Linked DNA regions of Gossypium hirsutum: region 2 is linked to region 1. A link is a contact called in public Hi-C data. All regions are on one chromosome and are shown on one strand. Each heading gives the region's core, a stretch centred on a gene start, on an enhancer-like site or on the middle of the called end of the contact. The rest is flanking DNA. Distances are from core to core; before and after follow the strand shown.

Region 1 (3,779 bases), core at 620-3,119:
TTTCAGCTCGATGTGGAGTATTTTATCGATTCTAGTATCGGGTCAGTATTGGGTGTACGCACTATCCATCAGACGGATAAATATTTGGGAGTTCCCCTAATGGTTGAAAGGAGTTAGCAGAAGACTTTCTAGCATTTTAAGGATCAATTTCATCGATGTGTTGATAGTTGGAACTTATGTTACTTATCTCAGAGTGGTTAGGGTGTTTTTGTACGTTTTGTTTTGTAAGCAATTCCAACGCTTGCAATGCAATTTTTTTATTTTCTTCTTCCATTTGTCGCACACTTGAAGTTATTATAAGTCGGTTCTAACGACAGAAATTAGGGAGTCTTTGGGGAATTCATTGGTGTTCTTGGTCTTCGTTAAGCGCAACTAAGTGTGATGTATGAGCTTTCGTGATTTGGCTTAGTTTAATATTGCACTCTTGCCTAAGCAGGGGTAGTGCTTATTAACATATTCGGATTGTCTTATGAGCCGGGTTTTAAAGCACATTACTTTTCTAATGTTGATTTTTTAGAGTGGGCTTAGGGTTTTACCCTTCTTATACTTAGCACAATATCTAGTGCTCTCGGGGCCTGATAGAAAAGGGCCTTGGTTGGCGGGTGGGCAATGGTCACTTCATCTCCATCTGGAAGACCTTTGGCTCCTAGGCAAAGCTCTCTGTCGTATTGTGCACTTATCTGTTAATACTAATGTTACTTGGGTGAGTGATTTGATGTTACAGGATTCGGCCCAATGGAATCATACCTTGGTCAGTGAGTTGCTTTTGGTCGTTAAGGCAAATCGCATTCTTAGCATTCCTCTCTCTCGTTCAGATGATGATGATTTAGTGGTTTGGAAATGCGATCCAACTAGTTGTTACTTCATTCGTAGTGGATATAGGTTGCTTTATTAGCCTATGCAACAACTCTCTATTCCTTCTAGTCTTTTCAACCCTCTGAGTTCGCATGATTTTTTTACAATGATATGGAAGATTTGGTTCCCTATTAAAGTTCACATGATTGCTTGGAGATTCCTTTGCAATTATGTACCCACATTACACATCATTTACAATCGACACATCTCTACTACACAATACTGTCCTAGATGCCTCAATATACCTGATATGCCTATTCACGTGCTTCGGGAGTACCCTTTTACCATTTTGGTTTGGAATCTATTGGATATATCTTGGGCTGGTACCTACAATGTTTCAGATCTTATGAGTTGGTTGGGTTTTCTTTGTAAAGCATATATTAGGGACAATTTAGCACTCATCCTTACAACAATTTAGGCACTATGGTGGTTGCGTAACAGGTACTATCATGAGGGCCTTGGTTCCACGTCTCCTAAGTTGGTTTCCTTTATTCGCTCCTACTTAGGTGGCTTGTTGGTGCTGGACGCGCCAGGAGCGGTTCTGGTGGTTTTGCGTACTGCACGTTGGTGTCCTCCGCCCTCGCCTCTAGTTAAGGCCAACTTCAACACTACATACATAGAAGGGTCACACTCCTATTGCTCGGAGGTGGTGGTGCGGGATGCCCAGGGCCAGGTGCTTGTCTCTTGGAATAGGATCCATGGTCAGGTCTCATCGACCTTTGCTGCGGAAGCGTTGGCTCTCTTATCAGTGTTGGATTTGGCTCGGACCTTGGGCTATCTCGAGTTGTGTTCGAAAGGGATTCTCTGCATGTGATACGTAAACTCAATAATGTACAAGTCGACCAGTCAGAGATTCGGGCACTGATTACAAAGGGGAGGTTGCAGTTACATACCTTTTCTGCAGTGGCTACAGTCTGCAAATGTTTTCAAGAGTAAAATTGGGTTGCTCACTAGCTCGCGATGCTGGGATTTCGCTGCACATCGGACCGTTTCTAGGTCGTGGAGGATCCTTTTCAGGTGACAGGCACAGTAGCTGAGAAAGGAAGGTCGACCACTCATTCGCCTTAATTTCACCACAATCATTGGGTTAAAAAAGTTGCATCTCTTTACTTCTCCTTGTTGTGATTTCTTTTTCTCCATTGTCGTGCTTGCAAGCTGTTCAGATTTGGCTTTGGGATTTTTGGATTCCATCAGTTGCTTTTGGGACAACATTTAGGATTTCTTTTTCTTTTGTCTTCTGTTCCTTCTTTAGTGTTTTTCTAATTGCATTGGGGGCCTACTGCAGTTTGTTGCTTTTGTCTTTGGATTTGGGCCTCACCCATGCGGATTTGTTTTTCTATTTTTCTCTCTACTTCAATGGAAGCCATTTTAAAAAAAAAAGTAAAATTAAATGATGTGGGCTAATTAAATTATTACATAGATAAATTTATTAATGAGGTACCATTTATGCAAAATGTCTAAATCTAATTGGTGCAAATTGTCACGAAAAAATGAACTAAAATGATCGGGAGGAAAATTCTAATGTTTAGGGGGGAGGGGGGGTTACATGATTCGTAGGAGAGCCTTAGCCCATAAACATGGCGAACCCCGTTTATTGAAGAGATGCAAGAACAATGCCCCAGTTGTAGGTTTAACCTACAATTTGAATTTATTTGGTTTGGTGTTCCATCTCAACATGGATAGCAATTTATAATTTTAGGATTCGGCCATGTAAACCTATAAACTGAAAATGTTGAAGCTATTCCCGCGTAAACAAACGCCATTTCTTTGCACCAAATACCCTTCAAACCTTTGTAAAATGGCATCTTCCTCGTCGTCATCGTCATGCCATCATCTGACAAAGGATATCCTCAACACCCAAAACCCTCACCAAGCTCTCAAGCTTTTCAATTCCAATGCCAATCTCTTAAACCCCTTGAAGAATCTCGAGCCTTATTCAGCCATCATTCACGTTTTGGCCAGTGCTAAACTTTACGAGGACGCCAGGTGTTTGATAAAATACCTCATCAAAGCCCTCCATAGCTCTTTGGAACCCCCTCGTGCTTGCCACTTAATTTTCAACGCCCTTAACAGATTTCAAACCTCAAAATTCACTCCCAATGTGTTTGGGTCATTAATCATTGCATTTTCCCAGATGGGTTTAATCGAAGATGCCTTGTGGGTTTATAGAAATATCAAAACTTTCCCTCAAATGCAGGCTTGTAATGCACTTTTAGATGGGTTAATTAAGTTGGGCAGGTTTGACTCCATGTGGGATCTTTACAAGGAATTGCTTTCACGGGGGTTTTTGCCTAATGTTGTTACTTATGGGGTGTTGATAAATTGTTGTTGTTGTCAAGGTGATGTTTTAAAGGCACACAACTTGTTTTATGAACTGTTGATGAAAGGAATTCCACCCAATGTTGTCGTCTACACAACTGTCATAAAGTTACTTTGTAATGAAGGTAAGATGCTGGAGGCAGAACGTATGTTTAGATTGATTAAAGAGGGTTATTTCCTTCCAAATTTGTACACTTATAATGTTTTGATGAATGGATATTTCAAGATGGATAGAGTCGAACGAGCCTTGGAAATATATGGGATGATGATCAGTGATAGGTTGGGACCAAATATTGTTACTTTTGGTATCTTGATTGATGGACTTTGTAAGGTGGGTGAACTGACGGTAGCTAGGAGCTACTTTGTTTGTATGGTTAAGTATGGTGTTTTCCCCAATATTTTTGTCTACAATTGTTTGATTGATGGCTACTGTAGGGCAGGCAATGTTTCTGAAGCAGTGGAGTTGAGCTCAGAAATGGAGAAGTTGGAAATGTTGCCTGATGTTATCACATATAGCATACTGATTAAGGGTCTTTGTACTGTAGGTAAAGTGGAGGAAGGGAGCTTTTTATTGCAGAAAATGAACAAAGATGGAGTTTTGGCTA
Region 2 (3,779 bases), core at 775-3,274, 340 kb before region 1:
AACTGTCAGTACTTCCTCGTTACATAATCGTCCCAACCCCAATGCAGTATGACATGCTTTTGACAATAACAGAGCAGTACAATAGGTATGATTAAAACATGCAATCAATAACAGAATTAGTAGGCATGAATTATCATGCGATAAGTATTTCAGTAACAGTGGTCATGATTTTATTATGTGATCGGTTTTTTAATAGAATCAATGGCATGTTTTAAACATGCAATCATATTTAACAATCTCAATGAACATAATGAACATGCTTTCAATATCAATATCAGATCAATGACATGCTTTAGCATCACAATACATATGAAACAATATCGAATCATATAGTGACATTACACACACTTTTGGCAGTACAGATTTCTCAGATTGAGGTACTTACTTGTAGCAAATCCTTAATTAGGAATTTATTATGCTCCTTGAATACTTTATGTATTCATTTAGTCATAAGTTTGGCTAAGACGAAAAAAATTATTTTGAAACACATATATATAATTTTTATAGATAAATTCATCCACTATTTTAATTTATTAAGATCTCATACCATAAATGAAAGTCACACAATGCAAAGTTTACACCTTCATAATGCTTATGCTTTAGATCTATCTAGATCGCGCTTCGATTCTATTATAACATTAATGTACCAACACCAAATACACATTTTAGTTTTAGTTATAGTCGAATATAGTTCTCTTACGAAATCGAGTGAGGAACTTACTCTATTACTCATTCGAACAGAGATCCAACTACTTCTCTTACCAAATACATATGTATAATGTATAATGCTATTATAAAGTGTGATACAAAATTAAGTGACCAATTATGTTATAAGTGTCATAGGTATTAAAGTGTCATGAAAATAATGTGTAGATACCATAAGTTGTATTTATAATTTGATGAGTGGTCAAATTATAAATACCCAAAACTAATTTAATAATCAGTTATTTTAAAAAGAGGTAGTGATGTCAAGAAATATATATATCGTATTTCTTTTCTATCCATATCAAAAAGAATTATACAAAGAGAAAAACTATTTTCTTAGAAGATCAAAACCTTCTAGGCAATCTCTAATAATGAATTCAGGTATGCTTCCACGTTTAGTTTTGTTCTTGATTTATCCTTGATGATCTAACATGTCAAATCTTGATTTATTAAGTTTTATATCAAAGTTTTACGATTCTAACATTTGTCTCATGCAACCTTTTCCTATACCAACCAAATTTGGGAGGATATCTCATAAGCCTTTATCTTAGGACTTGGTTATGATACTATTTTGGTGGCCACCAATTGTCCAACATATACTCACTTTGTTTCTATTGCTCACCTTGGTACTACCAAATCTATTACTAAATATTTTTTGTAGAGAAATTGTCCAACTTTATGACATCCCAAGATTCATGTTTCTGACGTGATGTTGGATTTTTTAGGGCTAGTTTAGCATTGCTTTTGAGAATTGTTTTTAAAAAGTGTTTGGAAAAATGATTTTGAGAAGTACTTTTAAAAAGTTTGATTCAAGATTTAAGTGTTTAGTATTACTGTCAAAAAATACTTTTGAGAAATAAAATATTTATTTTAGACATTGTGTTATAAAGTAACAAATAAACATTTAAACAAGGTTCAAATTAGTTAAAATTATATTTTAATAAGAATGTAGAAAATAATTTATTATAATTTGTTGTTAATATTGTAATATGGAAAAAATAAATTTTAAATTTTAATATAACAAATAAGTACCATATGTTGAAGGGATGAAAATGTAATTAAACTGTCAAAAATATTTTTAGGAGAAAAAAACTAAAATTTTTAACTTTTCCGTTTGGAAAAAATTACTTTTGAAAAGCAATAGATTTGTTTTAAAAGTTGCTTATTTAGCATTTCTTTTGTTTCAAAAATATTTTTTTATGTAAAAAGTTTTTTTAAAAAGTATTACTAAAGACAATGATAATATTTTATGGTACGAGCTCTTTTACCTTACTAACACCAATATACCTATAAGCACCTTTTACAATCCCTCCAAATAGAGGCAGTGAATCCGTGGTTGGGGACTTTCTCAAGTATACATGGAGTATCTACCTACCATGGTCCCAATTTTCTTTCAGTACTGGGTTGCAGTCTTCCTTTAGCACCACACCTTTCAAACCAGTCTATGGTTATGACCTTCCAAACCATTTCTTCTTGTTTGTGGTAAAACTAAAAATCGAGAAAAAATTTCATCAATTTCTTAATAATTATTTTTCTAATACAATAATGATTGGAGTGAGTAGATAAATAAGACGCAATTTGATTTCACAAAATTTATATTTACGTATAAATATATTTATAACATTGTAATAATGATAAATTCTAATATATTTGTAATTTAAAAAGAAAAACCCTAAATTCGTAAAAGTCAAAAGCTATTATATAAACCCGCAGGCACCAATTCATCACCTCCCCCCTATCTACTCCGCCCATCGTCTGCTCTCGCCAAAAGACACCCAAAGACACCACTTTGAAACCCGGAAATGTCGGACGAGGAGCATCATTTCGAGTCCAAGGCCGACGCCGGCGCTTCCAAAACCTACCCTCAGCAGGCCGGCACCATCCGCAAGAACGGTTACATCGTCATAAAAAATCGCCCCTGCAAGGTTCCCTCTCTTGATTCTTAGAAATTTGTTATTTTATTTTATTTTTTTAGAGATCTGTTTGATATTATCCTGAAACTAAACTCGGGTTCATCTTTTCTGATTTAGTTTTTTTTCTTCCGATTGTTAGGGTTCAGATCTGTTGCTTTTTTCTTTTTTTTTTCTTTTATAGTTGGAATATTGAAATTTATATGTTTAGTTTGATTTTAATTGAAATCTGTGTTAATTTTTACTTTTTTCTTTATAGCTGTTTATTTACTTTTTGTTTCCAGAAAATTTGCCATTAGAAATCATGAATACTAAAAATATTATTTTTTTAACCATAAATGAAAATAGCAATCAAAGAAGAGTTTACTTTTTTGATATTTTTCTGTATCTTTCTGCAAACTTTTGATGTAAGAGCAAGTTGGAAAAAAGTATGTATATATATATATATGAACACTAGGCTCTTTAGTGTTAAAATATTAGTAGTTTTTTTAATGAATCTTCTCATCATGAGTCATAACCAAGCATTTGATGCATGTGATTTATTAGTGTTTGATGGGTTGACTGAAATGCTACTTGGACTTGTGTGTATGTGGGATATGGGCATCTGTTTGATACAGAGATTTCGGTTTTATTAAAAATTTTCAATCTATTTGAAGGGTCCTAGGAGCGATATATCCTTGTAACTGTGTCTAACTATGCATCTTATACGGCTATTTTGTAAAACAAGAAAGAATCGGAGTAATATAGATTGGTTTTTTATTTTAGTAAACTTGATTACTGTTCCACGGTGTGTTGCAGGTTGTTGAAGTTTCCACCTCCAAGACCGGGAAGCATGGTCATGCGAAGTGTCACTTTGTTGGAATCGATATCTTCACTGCCAAGAAGCTCGAAGATATTGTTCCTTCTTCCCACAATTGTGATGTATGAAATGATTACTTACTCCATAAATCTTTGTTGTTCTAACTTTTAATCTGTCATGTAAATTGCATTTGTGTTAATGAATGTTTATGTTTTGGGTTTTAACAGGTTCCGCATGTCAATCGTACTGACTACCAGTTGATTGACATTTCTGAGGATGGATTTGTAAGTTCATTTGTTTCTTTTCCGCTAGAAGTTGTATGTTTGCTTGTGTTTTTTAACTTGTTAATCTTTTCAGGTGAGTTT

Evidence for each region. Hi-C and Micro-C count contacts between places; a contact is called where the count stands out from the background.
Region 2: a contact with region 1 is called in a Hi-C map of leaf, with 2.1 times the contacts expected there. The contact joins the promoter of LOC107886109 here to the promoter of LOC107886149 in region 1. A contact is called at or near these places in 4 of 34 Hi-C or Micro-C datasets (all in leaf).

Annotation. Positions count from the first base shown.
Region 1 is chrA03:18,645,430-18,649,208 of Gossypium_hirsutum_v2.1, reverse strand. It overlaps LOC107886149 (pentatricopeptide repeat-containing protein At5g61400), which reads left to right and starts at 1,869. Exons shown (of 1, transcript XM_016809992.2): 1 at 1,869-3,779. The coding sequence starts at 2,585.
Region 2 is chrA03:18,985,420-18,989,198 of Gossypium_hirsutum_v2.1, reverse strand. It overlaps LOC107886109 (eukaryotic translation initiation factor 5A), which reads left to right and starts at 2,024. Exons shown (of 5, transcript XM_016809947.2): 1 at 2,024-2,630; 2 at 3,414-3,536; 3 at 3,642-3,698; 4 at 3,772-3,779. The coding sequence starts at 2,508.